Linked DNA regions of Mus musculus: all the other regions are linked to region 5. The links are chromatin contacts, called in public promoter capture Hi-C maps. All regions are on one chromosome and are shown on one strand. The core of a region is the stretch at or near the end of the contact, and the rest is flanking DNA. Distances in the headings are between cores, read along the strand shown.

Region 1 (4,084 bases), core at 518-3,017, 2.1 Mb before region 5:
AATATCTTAACACCATCCTATCAAACAAAGTCCTTAAAAATTCATCTGAGTTTATTAAAAGGGCTGTCCCATTGCCAGCACCATAGAAAGATGCTTGAGGAAGTGAGGCTGCAGGCTCTCTCTCCCAGCCAAAAGCAGTTGAGGAGCTCATCCTGACAGCTCCTCAGACTGATTTAAACTCTTCAATCTTCTCTCAGAGGTCACCCACCAAGTCACGTGTCTCAGATCAAACACTGAGCACTGTTTTCACAGCTGGGCAAACTGAAGTAAATCAATTCCTTGACGTGGGAAAAGGACTGTTAATATGAATCCAAATGACAGGTTGCAACATTCCACCTTGTAAAATACTTTCTGTATTTTCCTTATAAAGACAGTACCAGTCTAGTTGCTCAAGATTCAAACTCCAGGCCAGGTGTGGTGACAAACACTTTTAGTTGGCTTTAAACACTTTAGCATAGCACCTAACACATTGCAAACACTAAAAAAACGAGTCTCTTCCCCCTAAAACTCCTAATTTTTGGCCCATCTTGACCTCAGGGATCTCATATTGTGTTCATTACACTCAATCTGTGCCCACATAAATCTCCCTCTGGACAGAAGTGCCAAGAGGATATGTCAAGTGATAACAGATTTTATAAACTGCAATGTCAAATGATATACTGATGATCTGAGGCAAGGAGTATAATTGAAATATAAACTTTGTATCTATCTACACAATTTTCTGAAAAGATGCACATTAGCTTCCATTCTTCCTAAACTCCAGCCTACTCAGGCCTTTTCCAAGTTTCACAAAAAGACCAAGCTTGCTCAGACTCCAGATCTTTGCACTTAACTGTTTTGTAATAGCTCTTACCCCAGCTCTTCCACCTCTGCCCCTTCCTTTCCTTGTGTAAGTGGCTAATGCCATTTTCCTATGAAGGCCCTTTCTGCCCTACCCAACCTCATCCTTCTATTCCCTGCATAGCACTTATTAAGGTCTCTGAAGTGTTTGTTTATTGTATATCATCACTTCAATGAGAACTCCAGGGAACGGGGATTTTTGTCTTCAGCATTAACGGGTGCTCAGTACAAACGTGCACTGTCAGTATATCAAAGGCTTGCCTGGATTCCCAAAAGCGACTAAGACCCCTAAATGGCTTGTGAATCATCACACTGCAAGCATTAAGGAAAATGGAATGAATTAAAACTGAGCATTATAGCCTGAGCAAGAATTGACATGTGCACCCCGAGAGACCCCAACAGGTGAGAAGCAGCTCAGAAACAGGGCCAAACGCCCTCGGTACATAATTGATATAGAGCAGCACCCTGGAAACGCCTCCACGCCGAACTAGGAGAGTGGGGGACCGCGGCCGCCGGGAAGGTCAAGCCTGTGGTCGCAGGCAAGGTCAGGCTCGACTTCCCCGAGGAAGACAAACAACCCTCGACCCCGGAGGCCCCGAGCTGGCCCCGCGCAGCCGGGGTGGCATAGCTCTGGCCGCGGAGCCTGAGTCCCGGCAGCCTCACCTGCAAGTGAACTTGAGGGCGAAGAGCAGGGCGCAGCCGAGAGCCACGGCCCCGCACAGCAGCTCTGGCCGCTGGCGCGCCATAAGCGAGGCGCCGCGCAAGCCGCGGCGGATCCGGCCCTCCAAGGACGCCGCCGCCCCGGCAGGGCTGAGGGAGCCTGAGCCCTTGGGGCCGCCACCCTCGTCCTCGGCGTCCTCGCTGTTGTTCCCGCCGCCGCCGCCGCGGCCTCCGCATTCCGACATTACATGCTCCCCGTGGCCGGCTTTATACCGTCGCTGCCGCCACCTCGGGCCCGGGGACCCGGCCCCGCACGTCACTCCCGGACCTCGCAGCCAGCGGCGCTCACTAACCCGGACTCTCCACGTCAGCCACACTTCAGAGATGCCCCGCCCTCCGACTCGGAGCCTGCGCGAATGCCGGCTTCCCGCGAAGCCACGCCCTTTGGGGGCCACGCCCTCGAGCCCATGGAGTCTGCGCGGGTGCTCGCAGCACTCGCGGCCGCGTCAGCCTTCCACCGGTCCCGCCTCTCTTGTAGCGACTCTGCGCAGGCTTGCAGTCACTCAAGCTAGACCTTGTCCTTCATTCACTGCGCTGACGCTACATCCTCGCGTCCGGAAGCTAGTTGGTGGTGTCTCCTTAGCGAGTCCTTCCGTTGGTCGGCCCTTCCGGGTACTGTTAGGGCTCAGATTGTCGCTAGTGCGTCAACACTGTTGACAGACCCTTCAGGACATGGGTGCAGTTTGTTATCTCTGCTTTTCAGAAAGTGGGGCGGGGAGGCCTCGTGCAGAGGCGAGAAGGACTGGAGGACACAGTAATAAAACGGAGACCGGGCTGCTCTGTAATGGGGTAGTAATAACGCTGCATGCCTTCTGCTTCAGTTTCTGCTTGCAGGATTCTACCTTGACTTCCTTCAATGATGGTAAAGTGTAACCAAAACAAACCCTTCCCTCCCCAAGTAGCTTTTGTTCATGTGTTTATTACAACAGTAGAAACCTTGAGACAAGTACTGATAAGTGGTAATTACATTCAACAAAAGAACCCAGCTCTAAGTAAAAGGATGGATGTATATTGTGTAATCCCATTTCTATGACCCATGCTTGATGGGCAAATCCACAGAAACATAGCAGACGTGATTAAAGTTTGGAAAGTATTGGAGTCAGGACATTGTCTGCCTCACGCCTCCAAGCAATAAGAATGCAAGGCCAGCCTAAGATACAGGGTGAATTATCTTCATTTTTCCTCCCAAAATTAGGTTTATATGAGTTGTGTATAATTTTTTAAACCAGGCTTAGTGGCACACAACTGTGGTCCCAACCACTCGAGAAAACCAGAGGACCACTTGTACCAGGACTGCATAGAGTTTTCAAGGCCAGACTATGAAATTTAGCAAGGCCCTATTTCAAAATAAAGTTTTGGTTGGGGCTGGAGACAAGGCTCAGTAGTAAGAATACTGCTGTTGCAGAAAACCCAAGTTTGGTTCTAAATTACAGGTAGTGAACTACCTCATACTTCAGGTAATCTGATGTCCTCCAAGGTACACACACATATAATTAAAAATAAAATCTTTTTGTAAAGTTGGTAGGGAGGGCAAAATAATCTAGATCAAATGTTTCCTATGTGGGGCTGGAGAGATTGCTCAGTGATTAAAAGAGCACTGGTTGTTCTAGAAGACCAGTGTTCAATTCCCAGCATCCACACGAGGCTCATAAAAGTTTATAGCTCTAGTGCTAGGGGATCGGACCTCCATGGGCACTGGTTATAATGTTGTACACATAAAATTGTAAGATTATTTTAACAAAACCACCCAATGGAGATAACCAAGTCCTAACATGTGCCAGTTAGTATTAGTTTTCCATACTATCACCAGAGTCCTGGAGGTGACCCCCATCTCCCACCCCCACCCCACACACTACTCACCTTAACAACCTGCAGTTTGCCCAAACTCTTTCCTAGGCTTCTCAGCATCCTACCTCTTGAGCTTCGTCCTGAGGAAGTGATTCTGATCAGGCAACTAACAGACTGGTTCTTCGTGGAGCCCCTGCCTCACAGGCAGCATGCTGAGCACCCTGGCCCACCAACCACTGCCCTGCTGCTTTCCTCCCTCCTTGCTGCTCCCTGCCTCTGAAAGCTATCAGGGCTGCAGGGAGACGAGCTTTTCTATGTGTCTTGTTCATAGCTATTTCTATGTTCAAAGGCACAGTGTCCACTTAACACAGACAAGGTGCTAGGCTTAAGCCCCAGCACCCCACACACCAAAAAGCAAACAAAACCTCTCTAAAACCCAGTTCCAATAACTCCTGAAGGAGAAAGGACCACACCAAAACTATGAAAGTCATCTCTATGTAAGATCTTTTATTACAAGCAATATTGGTCCATACACTACACAATACCAGCAGTACAAGTTGAATCTTTCAAAAATCATTATTTAAACAGCAAAAGACCAAGAAATAAAATTTGTGTCAATTGATTATTTTCCAAATATTGATGTGCATGATCATCATCGGTTCCCTTGCCACAGTGAGACAGACAAATACAGAAAAACCCATTTAACAGACACTAGTGCTAAATGGTTATTTGGCTT
Region 2 (4,023 bases), core at 453-2,952, 2.1 Mb before region 5:
AGACAGACAAACACAAATAAATGCTCTTTAAAAATATTTTTAGTTATTTGTTTTCATGTCATTGTTTCTCTGTCTTAGAATACGCTCTGAAGATAGGGCTGGCCTCGAATTCAAGAGATCTGCCTGCCTCTGCCACTTCTGGCTCTAAAAGAGAAAATATTGGGCTAGAGAGACCAAATGCAGGATTGTACACACTCAGCAGTTAAGAGCACTTGCTGCTTTCCCAGGAGATCTGATTTCTGTCACCTGTACCAACACTGGGCTGCTCACAACCTCTTATCTCTGCAGTCTAGGTGGTCTGACATCCTCTTTTGGCTTCTGCAAGCACTGGACACATGTGGCCCACATTCTTACACTCACACTCTGAGTTTTAAAAATTAAAGGGGGTGGGCGGCTGGAGAGATGGCTCAGCGGTTAAGAGCACTGACTGCCCTTCCAGAGATCCTGTGTTCAATTCCTAGCAACCACATGGTGGCTCACAACCATCTGTAATGAGGTCTGATGCCCTCTTCTGGTGTGTTTGAAGACAGCAACAGTATACTCACATACATAAAATAAATAAATGTTAAAAAAAAAAAACAGCCAAAAAACAAAAAAATCCAACCAAACAACTCTCAAGAGATAAATAATTACTTACACTTTGACCCGAAGTTCTTTCTCTGGAATTTTCCATAATATCACCATTAAAAATAAATTTTCGCTCCCACTCAACAGCAATTCATTATTGTTTTTTTTGGACTTTGAGCGATTAGATATTACTTCCACTGCCTTTCTAATCTGCAGAGACAGAGAATAAGTTAATTTTCTCAATCTATGTTAATTGCTCCCACACAGACATATCTGCTTCCTTTGCTCCTTTGGGGGGCGGGGGGCGTTTCAAGAGAGGGTTTTCCTATATAGCTCTGGCCAACCTGGAATACTTAGTCCAGGCTGGCGTCGAATTCAAAAGATTCGCCTGTCTCCCGTGTGCTGGGATTAAAGGCGTGCGCCACAAAGCCTGGCGCTCCTCTTTCTATTGGGCAAATTTCATCAGCGTATCGGGATATTACAATTTGTACCCATTGCAATGTAAGAACCCGTCTAAAACATCTAAGGACTTGCTTCCAAAATCTGTTTACAGGTTGTCCTTTCTACGTAAGAGGACTATTCGGAAGCTTCTCCTGCCCTCTATGAGAAAGGAAGCGGTCAGGAAAGGCGCGTTGGCCCTGCTACCAACACTTTGTGCACGGACACATGACCTGTGATGCTGCAGAACCGAGCGCAGAAGCCCGCTTTCCACAGGAGGCAAACAGGCCAGAAGTGTGAGAAGAGCGAGCCCGCTGGGTGCGTTCCCAGAGGCCAGCCTCGAGCTCCGGAGAGCCCACGCGGTCGCGGGCCCACTTCATTTCCAGCCTCTCGCCCCACACCCTGCGCCGAACGCGGGTCCTAACCACCCTGCTTCCCGAATCGTCGTCCCCAAAAGCCACTCGCCTGCTCTCTGTCCAGCTGTAAAAGAGCGGTCGGGGTCACTTGCACGTCGGTGGTGGTCGCCTCAGCGACCGAGGCACTGGGAGATTCGGACGCAGAGCCCTTCATGTCGCCTCGTGTGGAAGGCCTGTAGAAGTCAGAGCTCATGCGCAGCCCGGAGGCCCGGAACCGGAAAGCAGTCAGTAACACTGCGAGGGGGAGGGGTATCACGTCATTTCCGGCGAGGCGCGAAATTAGATGTTGGGCCCGCCCTCTTGGGTAGATGGTGTTGCGGTCGTAGACTGTGCCCAGAGTTATTCTAGCGGCAGCATCTCCTTTGCCTCCGACTCTTTCTAAGGCTGCAGGCCTGAAAAACCCTGTCGCTCCTTCCGGAGGACACCGAGCGAGCGCCCTAAGGAGAGACTAAAGCCCTCTCTTCAATCCCGTGCTGTCTTCTGCAGAGCGGGAAGCCGTGGCTCCTCCATTCCTTTCTGGCTTCAGGCGTCGGTTTCCCCAAATTGGTGGTATTCCCAGGAAATAAAGAGAAACTGCCAACGCTAGGCGCGGGATGCTGCGCGAGAAACGAAAAAATGAGTCGGTCTCTCAGGAGCTTCGGCCCAGGTAAGACCTTGCGTGAGTGTGAAGGGATAACTTTAGTGTAGGAGAGAATACGCCAGAACGTCCTATGAGTAGTTGCCAAGCATGCCCACTGTGGTGACCGTGCCCAATACCCCGTATTCGAGGTTGTTCTCAGTCAGTTCAGGGAGCTCTCAATAGTACCACCAGTTTTTATTTTCGATTAGTTCGAGACAGAGCCTCTATTGAGACAGAGTATTATTGAGACAGGGTCTCTATTATTGAGACAGGGTCTCTATTATGGCAATTCTGGCTATTCTGGAACTCTATATAGACAGGTCTGACCTCGAACTCACTGAGATCCTCCTGCTTCAGGTTTCAGAGTGCTAGGATTAAAAGCATCCACCAATACGCCCCCACTTAAGTCAAACTCTTCCTATATCACCCAGGGTTACCCGAGTGAGCCTCCTCCTCTACGTCTCAGATGCTAGATTTACAAGAGTGAGCGAGTCCCCTGCCCCCACCTTGTACCGGCACAGTTACATAATTTATTTAGAAATTTTTATGTGAATGTTAAGGATAGTGACAGGTTCAGCTAGCTGTGTGGGAATAAAATGCTCTCCATTGTCAGATGTCTTCCAAAAGTGCTCCTGTGAAGGGACCATGCTCTGCTAGTGTCTGTTGAGGGAGGACCTTGTCCTAATTTAACTTGTAGAATACAAGTCCTTGGCACCTGCTTCTACTTGGCTATTTAGAATCTAGTATAAGATGGACTTTTAACATATTGCAGTGACTTGCTACACTGGGCTTGAGGTATGCAGGCTAACACACTCCAAAGAGCATTGGTGGTCTTAGGTGTTCTCTTGCCTGTATTCAAGTTTGAGAACCAGACGTTTTTGGTTTTTCGAGACAGGGTTTCTCTGTGTAACAGCCCTGGCTGCCCTGGATCTCACTTTGTAGGCCAGGCTGACCTTTAGCTCACAGGAATCTGCCTGCCTCTGCCTCCCAGTGCTGGGAGTAGGGCTTTTTTATTTTATGTATATGTTTTACTTGCCTGTGTATCTGTACACCACATGTGGGAAGTGCTAGTGTAGATCCTCTTAGAACTAGAATTACAGATGGTTGGAAACCACCGTGCGAATGCTGAGAATCAAACTGTAGTCTTCTGGAAGAGCAAGCAGTACTCTTGACACCATCTCTCCAGCCCCAAGCACCAGACTTTTGAGCCAAGGAAATTCCATGAATTCAGATGATAGATCCTTGAGGCGATTGGAAACAGTAAGTGTCTAGAGCCAAAGAATTGCAAAATTGAAGAAATAGGCTTTTAAAACTGACAGGGGGCCTAGTTACCAAACTTCACTTACATTCTGGGCTACAGAACAATACTCTCATCTCAGTGTCATTTCTGAAATTAGACTTATGATTACTGTTAGGCGTGTAATTTTTGTCTTTACAACTCCCTCTCATTCACTCATTTGTAAGGTGGCCCTCCCTAGAGAGAGGGAAGCCAGATGCTATGCTGTGAGACTACGTGGGCAGCCAGCTAGTAACCACATGCATGAAGGTGGAAGGAAAGCCTTCTTTGTAGACACAAGAGAGACTCCAAGTCAGAGCCCTTTAGCTGTGCTGCTCCTAGCTTTCTCATAAAACACAAATAAGCCTTTGCTAATTTTAGCTGCCGTTCTCTATCAATAGGTATTTGATAGAAATTTATAGCCCTCCCACTCACATATTCAACTGTATAATTAATATTTGAACTTTTGTACCTCCCATTCACCATTTTTACCATGATCTCATATGATGCCCTCAGCTTGCCCTTGTATTTCCTTTCTCAGTATTGAATACTTCTAAGACAAAGAGAGTTATTTGTAAGTCTTTTCTCTTCATCCCTCAGTTTGATGAATAATAGTCTGCAGTGTGGGCTTGGCGGCTCACATCCCTAACACCAACACTCAGAATTATAGGATTAAGGATTTCAACGTAAGCCTTAGCCACCTGGCA
Region 3 (4,173 bases), core at 1,655-4,154, 2.1 Mb before region 5:
TCTTGTTCATAAAGTGCAAAGGACTACAACAAACAGCACCAGAAAGGTAACTCCTGGTTTGAGCTAAATCCCCCCTTCCACCCCCCACCCCCCAAGCAGGAACTTTGAAGCAACCAAGAGATTCTGGATTCTATAAGGGAAGCAGCCTCCAGCCAGACAAAGCAACTCACTGTGCATCTCAGCTATAAACCTGGGATTCTTCAAAAGAAAAGATTTCACTGAGATAATTTGTGCTCCGATCCTCAGGAGGCCCTCCTGCTCAAGGCTGACACTTCTTGCCTTCTCACCATGCATGCTCGAGCAACCCCTGGCTCCAAATTCACATCCTCTCTTATCTTCCATAATGTTATGAAATTAACTAGACAACACATTGCTAAACTTGTAAAATTAAAAGGCAAACTTGCAAAACTTCTTGTTGGGGCAAAACCTGGCAAAGTTAAGCAACCCCATTTTTTTTTTAACATCAATGAAGTCACTGAGAAAGCTATGACAGAGTTGCAAGACAGGTTAAGTCGTTACTGCCGAGCCTGATGACCCTAGTTTGTGTGTTTCAAAAACAAAACAAACAAACAAAAAAAACAAAAAAACAAAAAGAGTGTGTGTGTGTGAGTGTGTGTGTGTAGGAAGGGAGGGAGAACTAGCGCTCACCAATCACTTTTTCTTCATTTTTATATATCTCAGAAGTTTGTTCCAATTGTTTTGTTGTTTGCTGTTTGAGGTGAGACCTCACCGCTGCCCAGGCTGGGGAACTCCAGGGCTCCAAGGCACCCTGCCATTTCACTCTAAGTGGCCGAGGCCACAGCACGCAGCTGACACCCGGCACTGTAAACACATTTCACTTGAAGATCATGGAGAAAATGTGGGTTTGCTGAGACAAAGCACACAAAGGTATTATCTAGAAAGCAACTTTCCTCCCGAGGTATTCTGTCTAAAGATGTTTTTGATTTCTATCTCCTTCTTAACTAGCTACTCAAACTATTTCTATAGTTGACTATCAACCAGTCATTTACAAATGGATTGAATACACCCAAATCAGTTTCAAAAATCAGTCAATATTGACAACTGTAAAACCTTACAGCTGGCAAATGAACATTGTTACTAATAGATCTTGGAACCACAAGACAAGAGCCTGTAGGCATATAGAATATAACCCCCAACCAAAAGTCACAGGAACACAGCTGGGAAGGGGTGTTTTGGTACATCTTGAGGACACTGATCAACCTGTTCTTTGCATAATACCCCACTCCAAATACTGACATTTTCAACCTCAATAACTCAACCTTATTCACATCTGTAGCGCACCCTGCTGGTCTAACAGAGCAGAAAGGGGAAATTTTTCAATAGAGAAAACTGTCCATGCACTTGATTTAGTCCAAAGATGAAGAACACCACACCAACACCAAGTCCACACCCACACATACACTCACGCACACACAGTGCAGCTCTGCTCATCATTTCAACGGAGGTGAAGAGAGCCTTGGATTCCTTCAAGACCTCCATGAAAAGCAGCTACTTCCAAAAGAAGCAGGAAAAGAGCAGATGGCAAGAGCGCCCAGCCCCTCCCCCAGTCCAGTAGAGCATTGTCCAATCGAAATACGATACCGGCGGTACGTGCCATTTTAAATTACGAAGTGGCCATACTAAAATAGTAAAAAGAAACTGGACAGATTGTTTTAATTCTAACGTAGCCACAACAGGTATCACCTCAAGTATATAACACACTGCTTGCTAAACACTGGCTGATTTAAGCATAGGAGTTTACCAAGGAGATCTTTTTCGTTCTTTTTCTTCCTCCCAAACGAAATCTTTCAAATCAGACTTTAAAACTGAAACCGGAGTGGGGCGGTGGTGGCACGGCTTTTAAATCACAGCATTCGGGAGGTAGGGGAAAGCAGATCTCTAAGCTCAAGTCCAGCCTGGTCTACAAAGTAAGTTCCAGGGCAGCCAAGGCTAAACAGAGAAATTCTGTCTCGAAACAAACATACAAACAAACAAACAAATTGAAACCAAAAGTGAATCTCAATTCTTGCCACATTCCAGTGCTCGACCACCCCACTTTACCAGTGGCCACATTACCATCGGACAGCGCAGGTCTACACCAGACCCTCTTGGTCTTAAATACCTAACACTATGACCCTCTTTGATCCCTTAACATCTGGGGACCCAAAAAACGCCCAACCCCGGAATAAATTCACCCAGTCAGAGCGCAGGCACCACCCCTTGGGCCCAGCTAGGACCTTCCAACCTGACCACACCCCTGCGCTGACTACCCCTAACCGGAAATTCCCGCTAATGGGAACTGACAGGTCTCCATTCTTTAAGGGTGGGGAAAGGAAAACCGAGAACCCTCGTACAGTCTCCGAACCCCGGCCGAACACCGGAAGCCAGTCGCCACCCATACGCGGGGTGGGCCGCGCATAACACCCGCAAGGGGCGAACCCGACACCGGCGAGCGCGCACTCAGCTGGCGTCGCGAGCGTCCCCAAACCGAGACACTTACTAACACGGACGCCCCGCGATCACCCAGCACCCAGGAATAACGAAATGCTAAACCACCAAAAGCTAGTGCGTGGATGTCGGCCAGGCAGTCCAGGTGGCAGGGGCCGCCGCGCGTGCCCGGATTACGACTCCCGAGGAGCCCGTGCAGCCGGTTCGGGGGTCCGCGCCCCTCCCCCGCCTGAAGTCCGTTAACGGCCGCGCGTGCTCACGAAGCGACGCGGCGCACGCACGCGATTGGAAGAGCGCGACCCTGCCCGCGACGCCCGCGCGTCCCCTTCCCTCACCTGCGGGGCGGCACCCAGGAGCCGAGGGGCGCGGAGTGCGGAGGCGACAGCGGGATGTGCGTTCACCGGCTCAAGAGCTCTCACAGTCTCGCAGCTTCCCTGGGCGACCCACCGCAGCTGCCAGCCCGCGACGCTCGGGGCGGCGCCCTCTGGCGGCGGGAGGCCTCGCGCGCCGCCCCGCAAACGCTACCATTGGCTGCGTTGCCAGTGTCAGCCCGGGGTTGGAGGCGCCACGTCGGGGCCTCGGGGCTGCGGAAGCGGCGGCGATAGGCGGAACCCTGGGCGGCCACACGGAAGGGGGTGAGAGACCGCAAGCTCTTGAGCCCAGCATCATCGCCCTCTCCCACACCGCTTGGATACCAAAGTAGGACTGGAAGGAGACCTAGATTCATCTGGGCACCAGGGTGTCACTTCCTTCGGAATCTGTTCTCTGCAGTAACTTATCCTGAGCGTCCTGCTTTGCATTCCGATACTGTTACCGTCACCCTGAAAACAGCCATACAGTCGTGTCCTTTCAAATGAATGACAGGCATAGGGACCCGCGTTGAACAGGGAGGTGACCTAAACTCATTCGGACGCCGGAGCGTCACTTCGGAACTTGTCCTCAATTCCCTATCCTACTCGCAGTCACTGTTTTTATCATCTTGAAAACAAAATGCGGTATTTTTGCAAATGAATGTAGGGACGGATCTCAGAGCCAACACAAGCTCTTGTTCTCCCTGGCCTTCATCTCAACTTATATGTCGCTGTATTCACCGGTGTTTCAGTGGTCAGGTGTACATTACCCCAGACAGAACAATGTAAGGCTGAGTCCCTGCGACTGGAGATGTGAAAAGTGCTCCAAGTCAGGGCAGTAGAAGGGAGAGTGCTTCCAGGCAGTGGGAAAGATCCTGAGCCTAAGTTGCTGAGGGACAGGGAAGACAAAGTGTGTGTGTAGAAAGCTCAAAGAGGATGAGCCACTGCATGAAATTTGGAATTCAGTGTCTGAGATGGAAATTACAAGGTCTAATTTGCAGTTTTAGAAAGTTTCTTCATGCCGTTGGGCGGATATATAGAAAGGACAAGCAGAAAAGTGAAAGGGGTTGAGGATGTAACTTAGTTGTCAAAGTGCTTGCCTAGCCTTGAGTTTGATTTCCAGCACCAAATAAACTGGATATGGTGGGGTACCCTTGTCATAGCAGTACATGGGGGTGGGGGGGGGGGGATAGGAGTTCCAGGTCTTCTTTGGCTATGAAGCAAGAAATACCCAGGTCCAGGACCACTGGGGACAGAGGGAAAAGTTTACATTAGAAGGAAGACACTGAGATGCACTCTGTCTGGACCCAGAGTGCTACTGTAAGCTCAGGAAGTCGTCAGTACTGGGCCAGTACAAAGTGAAACTTGATGAGAA
Region 4 (3,781 bases), core at 1,077-3,576, 2.4 Mb after region 5:
TACAGATTTTTGCTAAATGATTTTATGTGTTCGCAGTTCACATTTAAAAATGGCTCTCCTGTAATATTAATCTGTAAGACATATGGACAAGTCGTATTTTACTAATTATATTATCTCAAAAACCAAAACTTTCACTTGTAAATCATATTTGATTACCTCTCCAAGTTGTTGCATGTACAAAGGTTGAGTAATATCTATGCCAACATTTTCTTCTTCTTTGGCCAGAGGATCAGTAAAACACTGAAGGAATCTCTAGATGTAGAGAAACAATACTAAGCATTAATGAACTTAGGAATATGTAACTATTATTAAAATGCAAAACAATGAGACCAGCAAGATGGTCAGTAACTAAGGATGCTTGGCTGGAAGCCTGACAACCTGAGTTGATTTCCATAACCCTCACAGCGGGAAGAACCAGCCCCTACAAACTGGCCTGAAACCTCCAAATAAAAGCTGTGAAGGGCAGGTACCCCTGCCCCCAGCAATAAATATGTGACAAATTTTTTATGAGTATATAGCTATCTGTACACAAAAATAATTTCTCTGTTTTGGGTTTGAGACAGGGATCCCATTAAGAAGCACAGGCTGGCCTTGGACTTGCTGTAAGCATTTACTACCTAGCTGCTCGTGGTGGCATGCACTTTTAATCACACTCAGAAGGCATATGCGTGTGTGAGCTCCAGGAAAGACTGGTTAACAGATCCAGCTCCAGGATAGCCAGGGGAACATAGAAAAACCATCTTGAAATACCAAGAACTAAGGAAAAAAAAAGTATATCACCATTTTCCGCATGGCATATCCCTTTTCTGGAATAAAATCTAGACCACTAACAACCTGCTATTATGCACCATGGCTATTCACACATAGGTTATACTTTCACCCGAAGTCTCAGACTGAGTTTTAGTGTACATAAGCTTACCTGAAAATTCTCTTTACATGTTGCCACATTCACATCTGTTCCCCAAATCACAAGCTTTTGGCCTAGAGACTGTTCACTTGGTACGATGTCTTCTGCTGCTGCCTATTGAGAAAGCGAGGATAGAAACATGTTAATGGGATGACCTACTTTATGCTCTCAAGGTAACACCATCAGAGATCTGCTTTGTACTCACGCCATCAGACTGCAGATCCACCTGCAAACCCTTTCGTGCTGAGCCCAGATCTGGCCTCTGCCTTACAGGTGTGCCTCTCACCCCACTTCTTGGGGTTCCTTCCACTCGCGAGCTGGGAGTGCCATATGTCAATGGTGAACTAACATCAAAGTCCAAAGGAATAGCTATAAAGACAAGATATTTAGCTTTACCATGAAATCCCCATAAGCACATCAAATCCCAATTCCGGAATGCTGTTTGACAATTTAAACAGAATACTTTACTGCAATCTTTCATACCCCAATTGTAGTTCTACTATAAAGTATGCTTTCTTTGCTCACTAGGTCCTAAAATGTACCAACTCTGCTTCTCTCCTCAGGTGTTTCAGTGAAGAATCTATCAGTACACACAGAATAATAGCAACTGGTAAACCAGCAAAACCGACGGCTGACCCACCTAAAGAATGCATCTGAGGAGGGCTGGAAAACAAGGCATTCTGTGCAGGTGGGCTCTGCAGGTCGGCTCCTGGTGAGGTGGGCATTGGCAGTAGCTCTCCGGTGGAAGAATCTTCGCCTCTACGTCTCCGATTGGGTGACGACCTGCTTTCCTCACTTCGAACTTCCGTCATACAAAACAAAAAAGACGATCAACGCTCAAGCTTAGTCTTCCAGGAAGTGCCTTAGGGTAGTCATATTACTTAAACAAGAACACCCCCCCCCCAAAACCCTCAAACTGGAACAGAGGGACAAGGTGTAGGAAAAGGTGGGTCAACTGAACTGACCACGCCAGACTGCCTGGAGACGAGAGCCCAGTATGTGGGTGACAGAGGCTACTATATGCTCAAGGCCTGTCAACCACACACCAGGCTCGAAGGACTCAGGACTTTCCACAGTGCTGCGGGAAGAGACACGAGGCGGAAAGGGGGCAGATGAAGGAGGGAACTCACGGGACTGGGTTGGGGTGACTCGTCCGCGTCGGCTGCTGCGGCGGCTCGGGGTGGATGCCGGGGACGACATGGTGCTGTGGTTGCTGCGCGACAAAAGAAATCTGGCTCTCAGTTGTCCCGCTCCGGGACCTCTCGTACCTCGGATCCGGGTTAGTTGCAAACGCGCACAAAACGGCGAGTCAGGGTTCTGCGCCACCCAGGAGAACGTTCCTGGGCCCGCAGGGTGAAGCGATTCCCGCCAGCCGCTCTGTCGTCACAGCGACCGAAGACGCCTGGCCAATCAAAGAGGCAAGCGCGCGTAGCTCCGCCTCCGGAAAGCGCCGTAAGTGAACTCTGAGAAAAGGTTTCCGGCCAATCACAGCGGCAAAGGCGTGTAGCTCCGCCTCCGGAAGGCGCCACTGCAAGCCGGAGGGGGAGTTCTCGACCGCTACCTAGGAATTACAGCCTAGATTCACTTGCACGCCCCTCGCCTTGGATGGGCCAGCCTGCAGCGGGATTGCGTTTTGGCGGGAAACCCGGGGCCGGCACAACTCCCTTGTGTGTTTACATTTGCGTTGTCCCGAGTGCAAACACCAATCTGTGATATCTCCGCATGGTTAGACTGGTTCTGTCCCTTTGCATTCCGATGTGTACATGTTAAACGCTACAGATCTGCAGGCCGGTGCGCGTCTTCACCCCCCCACCCCCGCGAGAGTATAAGGGAGCAGTTCCGGCTGGGCCTTCAGGGAAGAGCTGGCTAGAGTGCTGAGACGCGCATGCGCGAAGCGGTGCCGGCGTGATGGCGGAGGAGGGAACCGGCGTACGGTGTTGGCTACTGCAGCTGCAGGAGTTCCTGTCCGCAGCAGACCGCTGCAGTGCTGCCGGGGCCAGTTACCAGCTGATTCGTAGTCTGGGGCAGGAGTGCGTGCTGAGCACTAGCTCTGCAGTGCAGGGTGGGTAAGGTCCCTAGACGCAGGGCTCAGCGTTTCTCTCCGTGGTGCGTGTAGTCAACGTCCCGTAAAGTTTATGGAATTGGTAGATGTGTATACTGCTCTCTTCCTAGTATCTGAGGAAGATGCTTTAAAACAGGTGTTGGAAAATGACCACCAAGTTTGGTAGTCATTTTTATCCAAAGTTGGATGAGAGTGCAAGATGGAAGTATTTTCTTCCAGAATAAACTCGCTTGAACTCAATAGGACCTTGACAAAAATCCTTTTTTCGTTGCACCATGTTTTCAGAATAATTGCAAAAATTAATGAAAGTCATGCAATTCTGTAGACATTTTTATTTTTTAGGTTAGGTATTTCCTATCTTGGGCTATAGCCCAAGATAGTCTGGAATTTACTATGTATGTAGAACAAGCCTTCAAATACTGGGGTTATAGATGTGAGGTACCACACGTGCCTTGCTCTTTTTAACCATTTAGTAATTGATGTGTTAAAATAGAGGCTCGAATCTGAACACAGCACACTGGGCCAAAAACAGTTCCACGTGTAAGAGGTTTGGAGGGGGTGGCAGAAAGAGAAGGCGCAGAGAGAGAGAGAGTGAGAGAGGGAGGGACATTCCCTTTATTTATATGGAAAATGACAACACAGGTAAAGGTGGGAGGTGAGCCAAGTGGATATTCTGGGAATATGGTGCCTGATGTCTTGGCAACAGGTCTGCTGGCCTTGCTGTCGCCTATGTGATGTCATAGGTTTGGGAGGTCCTGATGCCAACATACCTCCCTTGTTATAATAAAGAGAAGGAAAGAAAAAGGGAGGGG
Region 5 (3,694 bases), core at 356-2,855:
ACTGAGGTGGGCTATGAGTTTTGAAAAGCTCAAGCCACGCTCAGTGGCTCAATCTCTCTTCCTGCTGCCTGAAAATCCAGATGTAGAACTCTCAGCTGCCTCTCCAATACCATGTCTTCCCACACTTTGCCATGTTTCCCATCATGACTATACTATACTAAACCTCTGAACTGTAAGCCAGCTCCAATTAAATGTTTTCCTTTATAAGAGTTGTCATAATGTCTCTTCACAGCAATAGAAACTCAAACTAAGACAAAGACCTTGTCACAAGGCAGTGCCAGGCCCTAGAGTCATGCAAATTCAAATACTGTGTTACTAAGACCATATGGGTATTTTCTTTATTGCAGGCTTCGGAAGTGTGATGGTTCGTATATGCTCTGCCCAGGGAGTGGCACTATTAGAAGATGTGGCCTTGTTGGAGTAGGTGTGTCACTGTGGGCATGGGCTTTAAGGCTCTCACCCTAGCTGCCTGGAAGCCATTCTTCTCCTAGCAGCCTTCAGATGAAGCTGTAGAACTCTCAACTCTTTCTGTACCATATCTGCCTGGTTGCTGCCATGTTCCTGCCTTAATGATAACGGACTTAACCTCTGAACCCGTAAGCCAGCCCCAATTAAATGTCCTTATAAGAGTTGCCTTGGTCATGGCAATTTTCTGTTTACAGCAGTAAAACTCTAAGGCACGAGGTTATGGGTACCCACTTTAGTGCATCTCACTATGCCAGCCTCTCTTCCTTAGAAGCAATTACTCTTAAGTTTTCTTTTGGGAAGAAGTCACACCGTAATGCAGTGGTTCTCAGCCTTCCTAATGCTGGGACCCTTTAATACAGTTCCTCATGTTGTGGTGATCCCCCAACCATAAAGTTATTTTGCTGTTATGAATCAATGTAAATGATACACAGAATCTGATATGCGACCCCCTGTGGCCCCGAACAGCTGACCTAACTCCACGAATGCCCTGGCTCTATGTCCATGAACCATTCTATCCTGGGTTCTCCCACTGTTTTCGAACATATTTTGCTTTTAGGGCTCTACAGAGTTGGAGAAAGTGTGAAAAGCGTTCTCTTGTCTAGTTGCATTAAGATGGGTTGCAACAGACCCCCTATTGGGGTCACTTCTTCCACTCGGAAGAACTACAGAGGGGTGGAGAGTGAGGCAGGGCTCAAGAGGAGGGGTTCCTACAGGTGCGGGTGTGGCATCAGAAACGCACCGACTCCACAGGCCGGTCTGCTCGTCCGCTGCAACCTCCTTCTGGAATGGGGAGGCGGCAAGAATGCACTTAGTGAGGCAGCATGAGCTGTTTGCTTGCTAGGGTAGCCGGCACTGACTGACCATCTATCTGACTGGGAGCAGCCAGAGCTTAGGCAGCAACCAAAGAGCTCCCAGCTCCGCAGCCCAGCTGCGCATGCGCCCCGGGGCAGCCAGGTGAGAGCGCGGCGGGAGCGGGCGGCCTCGCACCTGGGTTTTAACTTTTCCGGGTCAGGGGCGAGGGCGGATGCCGGGTGGGAGAAGGGAAGCAGGGTGTAAACCTCCGGGAGTCGGCTCGGCGCTACCTGGAGCTTCCAGGACGGGCTCCGTGCCTTCAGACGGGAGGAGGGTAAGCACGGGGGCGGAGCGAAGTCTCGCGAGATCCGGTGGTAGCTGCGGCAGCGGTGGCGGCGGCGGCGGCAGCGGCCGGGGAGGTGAGCGGCGAGCGGGTGCGAGGCGGCCGTTGGGACTGAGGCAGGGGAGAGCTGCGGAGGGCGAGGCCGGGCCCCGGGAGAGGGACGGACGGAAGGCCCGCGTCCTCGGTGGCCCCTCGAGGTTGCTGCGGCGCCTCCGGGTGCGCGCTGTCCCGGGACTCGCGCGGGGCGGGGCGGGGCGGGGCGGCCGCGGTCTCGGGGCTACCGGGTCCGGGCTTCCCTCGTCGGGGGTCCCCTGTGTGCGGCCGCGGCCCGATCTTCCCGGGCAGCCTGGAGTTGGTACCAGGCGCTTCGCTTGCGCGCTCCCACGCTGGAACTGCAGTGAGGTGCAGCAGCGCCTTGGCCGGAGCCACTCGACGGGGACGTGGTGGGATGGGGACGGCCCACGCCCCGGACTCACCTTCCATCCTCCTCCCCAGCCCTGCTCGCGGCTCTTCCCCTGGGGTCCCCGCGGGGCTGCAGAGGGTGTGTCTGCAAGCCCTCCCGAAATTGCACGCACGCAGCGTTCCGGGTTTCCAGGGAGAAAGTTTTCCACCGCTTTTGTTCTGTCCCTGAAACTTTGCCTAGTTCTCAGTGTTCAGAAGCTACCCTTTGGCCCTGTGTATGAGCAGACGCGGTGTGACAGTGACGAGGGGTGCGGCGGGTGTAGGGTCTCAGGCCACGAGGATAGCTCAAGGTTTGCCTCAGGCAAAGAAACTTTGAAAAGTTTGATTCTTTTCTGAAGCTTGAGATCGCACTCTTAGGATGAGCGGTTGTGAAGTTCCTAACTTTTGGTTCTGTGGCAAATGTTTGCCACCCTGACACGAAGTTCATACTATATCTTCCTATACGTGATCCAAGGTCAGTAGAGTGCTCTCCTTTAGATGTGAAGAAGAAATACGTGCTATGGCGTTAGTGCAGCCCAGACACCCAGCTAGGTAGGACGTAATATCACGGACCCTGCGGCTAGTGAGTATGTTTGGAGACACACACTCACGTATGTACGCATGCACTTGTGGGACAGTGAGTCTCAAAGTCAGGAACAAAGATTGGGACCTGAGATAAAACCGTGTTACTTGGGGTAATTGATGCTAATGAGAAAAACAATGTAGGCTGACTGACAGCGTGCAAGATAAATCACAGCCTGTCTCTGGTTAGGCTCAGATAATACAGCCCTCCAGGGATGCTGTATTCCAGGCTACATTGTAACCAATACAAAGCCCGAGTTCTCTACATTTAATGGAGTACACAAAATCCCTCATGCTTATTGTTAGTAATAAGGAAATAGAAGATTGAAATTGTTGCACTTGGCAGTATGCTCCATGTGTGTCTAGTAGATGCAGGTGTAATGTGCTGTGGAAGTTCACACAGTTCCCTTTCCTTCACCTTGTTGGACTACATAATTGGGGCAGGGTGGTGGGTGTTTTCGAGAATGACTTGCCACATGGTTCAATATTGAATCCTAAAGTATGTTAATCTATAGTGGGCCAGGGTAGCCTTCATTATCACCTCCACCACTCATGTGTTAGATGGCTCTCGGTCCAGGGCTGGAAACACTGCAGATGCTTTCCGCTGCCGTCTAGGAGTCTCTTCAGTAACTAACAATGTGCTATGGGGACAGTTCTGCCCTCTTGAGAACCACTATATAAAGCACACGCTCCACTATCTAGCTAATTATAACAGCAGAATCTAATACACACTTTTCACTGGGAAGTAAAAATAAAATTCTCTCTGTGAGTCTGATACATAAAAAGACAGCCTCTGGCTAGGGACTCTTTCATGGATCATCATCTCTGGCTCTCAGGAGCCAGGTTAGTACCTGTTCATCTGCAGTTGTTTCTCTTTTGGGGGAATCCTTGTTGGAAATGTTGGTCACACTTGAACTGCTGACTGGCATGAGGTGAGAGTGGAGTTGGAAGCCAGGATGGTGATGGGCTGTTGGGAGTGTCCTTGAGTACCAGTGTAGCCCCGGAGCCTTTTCTACTTAGGGATAGTAGTGCATTTGGAGAATACAGATGTGCTCAAAAGTGAAAACT
Region 6 (4,000 bases), core at 1,232-3,731, 2.8 Mb before region 5:
AAGGCTGGGCTTTAAGGGACTTTTGGAGCATGTGCGGTGAGTTAGTGAAGAGTACAGCGCAGATGGAAGTCATGGGTGTGGGGATTCCCAAGGCCCAGGTTTGGGGACTGGCCTGGAGCAGGAATGGCTTGTTAGTCAATCAAGAACCACCCATGTTCCTGAACCATGTGCTCCTCCAACCCTACCCCACCTCAGTCATCATCACTAAGGCCAACGTGACGTCATCGCTGAAAACCAACACAACATTTCCACCACCACCACTGTTGCATATTTTCCATGTCTATGTTCCATACCCCTATAAAGCTGGCATGATCACAATCTGCTCTCTCTCTCTCTCATTCTCTCTCTCTCTCTCTCCTCTCTCCCTTTTCCTCTTCCTCTCTCCAACCCTGCTCAGATATGACCTTTCATGTCTCCCTCCCCATTAATCTTTTGCATGAGGTCTGTTGTATATTTTGATTCTTGCAACATTGCAAGAATTCTTGGCCCCACTCACCAGCACTCACTGCAAAACCCTTTCAGGTCTGTTATCCCACAATGCCTCCTACTAATGTCAGAGTCTACACTCAGTCTCACCAACATGATTGCCTACACAAGAGCTGAATAAGGTCGATGCCAGTACACATGTCAAAGTGGACAGAGGCAGCCTCGACCTCACCCAAAGAACTATAGCATTCTACAGGAATGCTGAGACTGGAAGAATAGTCCTCCCCATGGAAGAGCACACCAACGGAATGGTCACCTTTAAAAATAGATATACAAGTATCTTTTATACAGAGTGAACAGATTGTATGTGTGTATGTGTGTGTGTATGTTTTTAAATGTAATATGTAGCATATGTAATAATGTTGTGGGGTATTCATCAGAGATGACTGTTCAGACATGGGTTTAAGCTAATGGGAAGATTTTGCTATTCAGTATCCCAGTGGAGCACTGAGCCTTTCTTGGAATAAACTTTTAGGCACAAAAACCATGTTCTGGGTTAACCTACTTCAGTAACAAGAACAGATAGCCAGAATCAGCTCTACAGAAGCAAAAAAGAGAGGTTAGTACAGTTAGAGACTTTCCCAGAGTCATGGACTTTGGTGGATTAGGTCTTTGTTTTCATTTTGGCAGGTGCTGCTGTCTATGTGCTGAGTGTTACAGCCTGAATGGCACTTCCATCATGGAGTCAGTTGTGCTAAGGTCTGGGGCCCTGTCACAATAACAATGAAAAAAAAAAAGTCCATGAATTTGATAAACAGCAAGGAGAGGTGGTAAGGTTTGGGGGAAGGAAAATGAAGGGAGAAATGATGTAATTATAATCTCAAAAATAAATGAAAAATATTTAGAATCGTTCAATGAAAACAGTAACAACCACCACCATCTTGTGCCAAAGTTGCATGCAGCCAAGCTCCCATGGCTGTGACCATGGACAGGATGTCTTCATGGAGTCTAAACACTGCTCCACAGACACAGACAGGCCATTTGTCTAAACACTCACAGACACATACAGGAGAAATGGTAGCAGCAAGGACAGTGGGGACCTGCAGAAGTGAGAGAAAGCTAGGGAAAGCTCCCAGTGGGGGCACAGGAGTGGGTTTGAAGAGGTTTCACTGAACAGATCTGAGGGGAAGCAACAAAACACAAAACAAAGTATTTTTCTAAATAGCACAGCAATTTTAAGAGGGCGGGGGTGTCAGCCCAGGAATGCTGGTGGTGCACATTGTAATCCCAGCAACTGAAAGACGGAGGCAGGAGGATCAAATGAGAACTTACACTGCTGGCGATTGAATTTATGGCTTTTCACTTGCTGGACAGGTACTCTACCACTGAGCTACACCCCTTTATAAAGTCTCCCCTCTTAGCCAAACATGGCAAGAAAATCATTAATTCAAGATCAGCTTGAGCAGAAGAGAGGAGAGGAGAACAGAGAAGAAATAGAGAGGGACGGACAAAGTGTTTTGTTGGATCTGTATTGTTTCAGTGCTGGGGACTAAATATAGGACCTCATGCATGATAGATCAAGCACTCTACCAATTGAGCCACAATCCCAGCCTGTAACAGAATCTAGGGTAGGGCAGATTATTTGAAACTGAGTAAATATTGACATTGATTGTACTTTTATTAGTAGTACTGCATCAACACTGAGGCCACGGAGAATAACGTTCGTTGGCGACAAAAACCATACTTAAAAAAACAAAACAACAACAAAAACAAAAACAGAATCAAAAACCTGCATTATGTGTAAGAGTCCATCCTCGCTTTCCCTATGAGTTCTGGGATTTGGATACAGGCTGGCTCAACAGAATCTTTAATCGTTAGAGCCACTTCATTTGCTCAGGTATCATATATTTCTGAGTCTCGCCCTGTTTTAGCGGGAAGAGGCATAGGAATCCCACCCACTGCACACACGGTTTTGCGCGTGCGCAGTCCTGGTCTGGCGAGACAGTTCCCGCGGCCGGGGGGTCAGATTGGACCTGCGAGGCGGAAACACGCCCCTGAGGTTCCGGCGAGCGCAGCCCGGGCAAGAGCGGCAGCATGGAGGAGGCGCCCCACGGTGAGCTATCGCAGGACGTGTGGGTGGTCCCGCTGGGACCGAACCACTCTGACTGTGCCTTCGTCTTCCCGCAGGCTGCCCCGGGGCCGACAGCGCCCAGGCCGGCCGAGGAGCCTCGTGCCAGGGATGCCCCAACCAGAGGCTGTGCGCATCCGGAGCCGGCGCTGCTCCGGATCCCGGTGAGGAAGCGGCGGGCAGATCAGGAAGTGGAAGGGGCGGGACTTGAGGGTGAATGGCAGCGGCTAGTGGGCAGTATTCTAATTGGTTGGGGGGAGGGCGTAGAAGGCGGAGCTTGAGCGAGAGGGAGGTTTTAAAAATCAAATAGCGGAAAAACAGTGATGGAAATGGAGGTTTAGTCTGATCTGCGGTAGACAGGGAACCGAAGGGGGCATTAAAATAAGCTTGGCGGCACAGGCTTGTTCCCCCGGAACTTGAGGGGCAGAAGCAGGAGGATGGCTACAAGTTAAAAGCCAGCCTGGACTACAGGATGAGACCCTGTATGAGTGAATGAATGAATCAGTGAATGAATGAATGAATGAACGAACGAACATTAGGTCGAGTGTGTTGGCACATGTTTGTAATCTCAGCATTTAAGAGGCTAACCCCGGGCTTAGATGAGACCCTGTCTTTATTAAAAAAAAAAAAAAAATCAGTAAATAGGACCTCAAAGAAGGATAGAATAGATAAAAGTGATGTCGGGCAGGTACAGGGCTTAAGTAATAACCGCTACCTCAGTATCCACAAGGCCAAGCACAGAGAGGAGAATGGAAAAATACTGAGATCTTTCAGGCCTGAGTCCTGGCACATGTCCATCACAGGTCACAGAGGCTCTGCTCTCTCTGTGGCAGAGAGAAGGACCCTCCTGTTAAGGAGTCTATCTTTCAGCAGACATGAATGTTCATTATCTCAGTGGAGAGACAGATGGGGGACTGAGAGCAAAGTGGGGAGGAAGCAGGAGCAGGCACGTTAAACTCACCAGGGATCAGCACTGTGAGGGGCCATCTCCAGGGCGAGGAGGACTGAAAGCCTAGCTGGAAGGAAGGCTTTTCAGAGAGAGGCTGGGTTTGGTTGTTGAGTCTCCTGAAAACTGATCTTGAGCAAGAATGCCCTCATGGTGAAGACCAGTCTCCCCACAGTGTAGTCTGTAAAGATTTGAAACAAGACGTGACATTGGAAACCCAGTACGTTGCTGGGATGGTTGCTTCTGAGAGCCTGTGAGTTTCCCATCTGCAGCCCTGGGGACATTGGAGTTGATCATCCCTTGTACTGGGCCTAACCTGTGCTTAAGACACTTAGCATCCATCATCCGAGATGCCAGTAGTAGTCCCTCCTGTGGCATCCAGAGAATTTCTGCAGATGTTAGCAGATGCCTCCTGGGTTCTGTTGAGGAGCTGGGCTTTGAACACCCCACTCTCTCCTCGGAGGGCATGTGCTACTGCATAAATAAGACAATCTTTTCAG
Region 7 (4,202 bases), core at 54-2,553, 2.7 Mb before region 5:
AGCTGCAGTACCAACAACCCAGGATCTCTGAAACCTGACTCCAAATACAGCAGCAGAAACACTGCCAAAAGGAAGTGCGGCAGTGTTGTTTGCTGAAGGTTTCCATTCTCCCAGGCTTGGCCTGAAGCCCCTCAGTTTAACTGGTCCCTCAAGAGGCCGCAGAACAAAAGTGACCAGTGCCTCTTTTGACACCAGTCTATGCTTTCAGGACAAGTAAGCATCCCCCCAAACCCCAAGGTCACCAACAAGACAGGCTAAGACTTGGGGGAGGAGCTGACAGCTCCACCTCAAAAGGTTTTGGGTACAAAGCTTTTACCCAAGCCATGGGGTAAACTGCATGATTACTCCAAATGTTCATTTCTTTGGGGGAAATCTCTTCAAACACTACTATTCCTAGCATCTGAGTTAGATCCAGAGGAGGTGGCCAGAGAAATCAGAGGCTTAGAGGAAGGAGGTTAGTCTGCCCTGAGGACACTACCTTCTCTCTCCCCGAAATACACCCCCATCTCAAGGGCACTTACGGGCCTCTTCCTGGGGTCCCATCCCTGTCCAGATGGTGCCCCCAACCAGTGGCAGCGGCATGGTACGGGCGGCTGGTCCAGGCCAAGAGTTGCGGATGGTGGAAGGCAAGTGGGGAACAGTAATCACGACATTATTCCAAATATCCATCGAAGACGTCAAGCTCTGAGTCGGCATCGTAAAGGCCAGAGCCAGGGTCTGAAAGTACGCCGAGGTCCACCAGCGCCTGGTCCAAGTCCTCGGGCAGGAAGACGAGGCCCACATTGAGAACGATGTATTCCATAAGGAAGGCGTAGTAAAGGATCAGCACATTGACGAAGAACAGGCCCACGTAGAACATAGAGGGCAGCAGCGGTGGCTGCACGTAGGAGACCAGGGGGCCCAGAGCGTCCAGGTGGGCTGCGACCCGGGCGCCGGGCATGCAGGGGCCGGCGATGGGGGCGGCGGCCGGGCGATCCCAGCGACCTCAGCCGCTGCGGCGCCCGGGCGGCCGGCGAGGGGGCAGCTCAGCCATCCAGGGGGCGCCCCGGGGCTCGGTGGCGGCAGCGCTGGGCCCCGGGCGGCCTCCGAAGACGCTCCTTGACACCCCGAGATGCTCAGGGCCGGGTCACGGAGCCCCGGGATCGGGCCACACGGGCCGCTCGCCCCTCAGGGCCACCCCCCTAGAAGTGGCCAGCGACTCGCTTTGTACGCTGCGCTCGCGCGCCCCCGCCGCAGCTCAGAGTTGAGGCCGCTGCTGTCTCCCCGAGGCGTTCCTCAGGCACCTTCGGCGCCCCCGCAGGCTCACTGCCCATCGCTGCAGCCGCCAAGTCGCTCTGGGCTTCCCAGCACCGCCTACCCAGAGGCTCTTCATTCATTGGCCAGTCGCATGCTCGCCCGTATTTATTGGCTAGCTCAGTGCTCCACGTTTATTGGCTTGAGCTGTCCGGGGGCGGGTACTCATTTGCTCCGCCCCATGGGAGGTGCTCCAGTCTCTAAGTTGCTCTTCTGCAGTTGGCACTCCTTAGACTGCATCTCGAACTTAGGTATGGAGCGTCACCTTTTTGGAACTTAGTTTACCCCCTTTAAAATGATGCCGGGTGGAAAAGGAATGCCGGTAATTCCACTGAAAATCTTAGATATCCCCAAAGCGCTTTTGTTGTTTTCTTTTTCACGGTATAGTAAGAAAAAAAAATCAATTACTGAGTGCCTTTGACAGAGGCATTATAGGGTTCCATGACACCCGGATGGAAAGTACCACAAGCAGGTCAAATCTTCTGCCAATAAGGCTGCTTATTGTTTCTATTATTTTGCAGTCCATGTTTAAAACCAACCAACCAACCAACCAATAATGCTAAGTATATATCTGCTCAGATTCTTCGGTTTACAGACCACCTTTGTGCTTCGTCAGGAGGATGAGTTTGCGAGGGATCAAAACCAAGGTCTGTGTGTGCAAGATATAGACGAGATGTAGCTCTACATCTGTTTTTGAAAACAACAACAACAACAACAACAACAACAACAACAACAAAACCCAAACCCTGAAAACCCAGGGTCTCACCATGAAGCCTCTGGGTGCCCTGAAATTGGCTATAGACCAGGCTGTCCCAGAACATGTAGAGTTCCACTGCCTCTGTCTCCTGAGTTCTGGGATTAAGGTCTATCCTCAATTCTTACAAAGGCCTTTAATCTAAGTCACACTTAGGTTTATAGGAGCTGGACAAGGCAATGTAGTATATTCCCTTTTCACAGATGAGGAAAACAAATTCCAGAGAAATGGATTCTCGAAGCTGCTGAGTCTCTGTCATTTCCTTTGGAGGTCAGACATGTTCTTGTTCTTTCATGACTTTTACATGGGAAACCATTAGCCTGATGCCAGTCTACATCTCTCTAATTCTTGGAAGCAATGCAAACCATTCACTCTATCAATATTCATCTAAAAACGTGCTATGTGCAAATCTTGTCCTGGGCCCTGGAGAGAACATTGGTCCCTGACTCAACTCTTTTCCTAGGACAGTCAATGGGCTGTCACAGGGGTTAAATAGCTATGAGATGTAGAAATGAATAAATGAGAGGGTGTGGGGCACAAAATCTTGCTTCCCACCGAGGTTCCCACTTCCAGTCTGGGAAGGAAGTCCAGGTGTATGTAACCTTTCATGGAGATCTTGGAGTTCTCTTTCTTTCTTACTGAATTAGTTGGGAAATGGCATGAGTTTTCAATAATGACCAGAGGAAACCTCTGAAAGTTCATCGTGGTTAGCTTTACAATGCTGCTCACATCTTTACAAAATGTTTTAAGACTAATGTGCAAAAGAAAAAGGTTGTAAGGACAAACCAGAATGTTACTGATTGGTTTTGTCAACAGAAGCAAATAAGGGTACCTGGGCTTGAATCCTGCGTCTGTCACACATAAAGTGCCTCTGTGACTCAGTTTCCTGAATTGTAAAATAAGGTTAATAACAGCATCTACTTCATATGGTTGTGAGAATTAAATAATTAATCACTTAGGATAATGACAAATGATAATGTACTACTCAATGCTTTTTATTTTTAATTCTTATTATTGCGATATTGAAGGTTGCATCCATAATGCATAAGCCACATTCCCACCCCTTTAAAAAATTTTTTTAAAGAGTTAGACCCATCAAAATGGCTCAGCTGTTAAGCAAAGATGCTGACAAGTCTGAAGATCCGACTTCAATTCTCAGATCTCAAATAGTGGAAGGCGAGAACTTGCTTTCCAAAGTTTTACAGACTCTAAGTGCGTGTGTGTGTGTGTGTGTGTGTGTGCGCGCGCGCGCGCGCGCACGCGCACGTAATACTTTTTAAGAGAACTAAACCTTGCCAAATTGCCAAGGGTGGTCTCCAATTTTAGCTGGGGTTTCGAGACACTCTTCTAATCACAAAGCTAACAATAAATAAGGTCAGATAGTCTTACTCCGATTTCAGCAAACCGTTTCCGCCCACCTTGACAGTGCCCAGCCTCTTCCTTCCTCTTGTCCCGCCTCCTCTGGACGGTCGCGCGAGTCATGCCGGTCCTTGTAGTCCGTTCGCAGAGTCCTGTCGTCAAGAGCCTCGCCGGAGAACTTCATTTCCCAGATTTCCTCGCGGCGGCGGCCGTAAAGCGCGGCGGTCGAACGGCCGGTTCCGGCTGAATGTCAGTGCGGGGCTTTGGGCTGGGGAGCAAGGTGCTTGGCAGTCTCTCCACCGCCCCCGCCGCCGCTGGCTGGGCTTGAGATGTCGCCGCGGACACCGGGCCGCTGGGCGGCTCGGACATGAAACCGTGAGGCAGGCGACAGGGCTGGTCTGCGGACATGTTTGGACGCTCACGGAGCTGGGTGGGCGGGGGCCACAGCAAGTCCTCCCGCAACATCCACTCCTTGGACCACCTGAAGTGAGTGTGCGGGGCGCGCGGCGGGAAGGCCGCGGGGCCGGGCGCGGACGCCCAGACGCGGGCTTGGCTTGCGGGGCTCGGAGGTGCGAGGAAGACAGGGGTGCCGCGGGAGGGTTGTATGTTGGTTATCCGCAAGGCTTTGGAGTCAGGGCACCTGGCTTCGAACCCTGACTCTTTCACTTCTGGCTCTGTGTGTGACCTTGGACAAGTCGCGTGATTTTTCAGTCTCCAGACACCTAACCTGAAAAGTAAGGGCATCGTTGAGTTTTCGTTTTGTGGGCTGGAGTTGTCTTGATGTCCCGGGGACAGA

What was found. Promoter capture Hi-C pulls out the DNA fragments that hold promoters and counts their contacts.
Region 1: a promoter capture Hi-C map of hippocampal neurons shows a contact between it and region 5, with 5 times the contacts expected there. The contact joins the promoter of Txndc11 here to the promoter of Mrtfb in region 5. A contact is called at or near these places in 2 of 39 promoter capture datasets (3T3-L1-derived adipocytes and hippocampal neurons) and 1 of 115 datasets of contacts at active chromatin or transcription factors (astrocytes).
Region 2: a contact with region 5 is called in a promoter capture Hi-C map of pre-B cells, with 4 times the contacts expected there. The contact joins the promoter of 2610020C07Rik here to the promoter of Mrtfb in region 5. A contact is called at or near these places in 4 of 39 promoter capture datasets (the 3T3-L1 cell line, cranial neural crest, embryonic stem cells and 1 more) and 1 of 115 datasets of contacts at active chromatin or transcription factors (astrocytes).
Region 3: a contact with region 5 is called in a promoter capture Hi-C map of hippocampal neurons, with 4 times the contacts expected there. The contact joins the promoter of Zc3h7a here to the promoter of Mrtfb in region 5. A contact is called at or near these places in 5 of 39 promoter capture datasets (the 3T3-L1 cell line, cranial neural crest, hippocampal neurons and 1 more).
Region 4: a promoter capture Hi-C map of pre-B cells shows a contact between it and region 5, with 4 times the contacts expected there. The contact joins the promoter of Mcm4 here to the promoter of Mrtfb in region 5. A contact is called at or near these places in 1 of 39 promoter capture datasets (pre-B cells) and 1 of 115 datasets of contacts at active chromatin or transcription factors (astrocytes).
Region 6: a promoter capture Hi-C map of pre-B cells shows a contact between it and region 5, with 4 times the contacts expected there. The contact joins the promoter of Nubp1 here to the promoter of Mrtfb in region 5.
Region 7: a promoter capture Hi-C map of pre-B cells shows a contact between it and region 5, with 5 times the contacts expected there. The contact joins the promoter of Dexi here to the promoter of Mrtfb in region 5. A contact is called at or near these places in 4 of 39 promoter capture datasets (embryonic stem cells, liver and pre-B cells).

Annotation. Positions count from the first base shown.
Region 1 is chr16:11,132,765-11,136,848 of GRCm38.p6, forward strand. Txndc11 (thioredoxin domain containing 11) reads right to left here and starts at 1,768. Exons shown (of 12, transcript NM_029582.2): 1 at 1,504-1,768. The coding sequence starts at 1,745. It overlaps Zc3h7a (zinc finger CCCH type containing 7 A), which reads right to left. Exons shown (of 23, transcript NM_145931.3): 23 at 3,830-4,084.
Region 2 is chr16:11,201,681-11,205,703 of GRCm38.p6, forward strand. 2610020C07Rik (RIKEN cDNA 2610020C07 gene) reads left to right here and starts at 1,703. Exons shown (of 3, transcript NR_038156.1): 1 at 1,703-2,067. It overlaps Rsl1d1 (ribosomal L1 domain containing 1), which reads right to left and starts at 1,612. Exons shown (of 9, transcript NM_025546.2): 1 at 1,471-1,612; 2 at 638-777. The coding sequence starts at 1,575.
Region 3 is chr16:11,173,437-11,177,609 of GRCm38.p6, forward strand. Zc3h7a (zinc finger CCCH type containing 7 A) reads right to left here and starts at 2,905. Exons shown (of 23, transcript NM_145931.3): 1 at 2,784-2,905.
Region 4 is chr16:15,635,074-15,638,854 of GRCm38.p6, forward strand. Mcm4 (minichromosome maintenance complex component 4) reads right to left here and starts at 2,327. Exons shown (of 16, transcript NM_008565.3): 1 at 2,038-2,327; 2 at 1,548-1,709; 3 at 1,113-1,276; 4 at 920-1,021; 5 at 157-252; 6 at 1-71. The coding sequence starts at 2,107. Prkdc (protein kinase, DNA activated, catalytic polypeptide) reads left to right here and starts at 2,793. Exons shown (of 86, transcript NM_011159.2): 1 at 2,793-2,969. The coding sequence starts at 2,816.
Region 5 is chr16:13,254,876-13,258,569 of GRCm38.p6, forward strand. Mrtfb (myocardin related transcription factor B) reads left to right here and starts at 1,606. Exons shown (of 17, transcript NM_001122667.2): 1 at 1,606-1,679.
Region 6 is chr16:10,409,457-10,413,456 of GRCm38.p6, forward strand. Nubp1 (nucleotide binding protein 1) reads left to right here and starts at 2,482. Exons shown (of 11, transcript NM_011955.2): 1 at 2,482-2,539; 2 at 2,614-2,718. The coding sequence starts at 2,521.
Region 7 is chr16:10,541,751-10,545,952 of GRCm38.p6, forward strand. Dexi (dexamethasone-induced transcript) reads right to left here and starts at 1,304. Exons shown (of 2, transcript NM_021428.4): 1 at 522-1,304. The coding sequence starts at 940. The coding sequence ends at 653. It overlaps Clec16a (C-type lectin domain family 16, member A), which reads left to right and starts at 3,589. Exons shown (of 23, transcript NM_001204229.1): 1 at 3,589-3,892. The coding sequence starts at 3,813.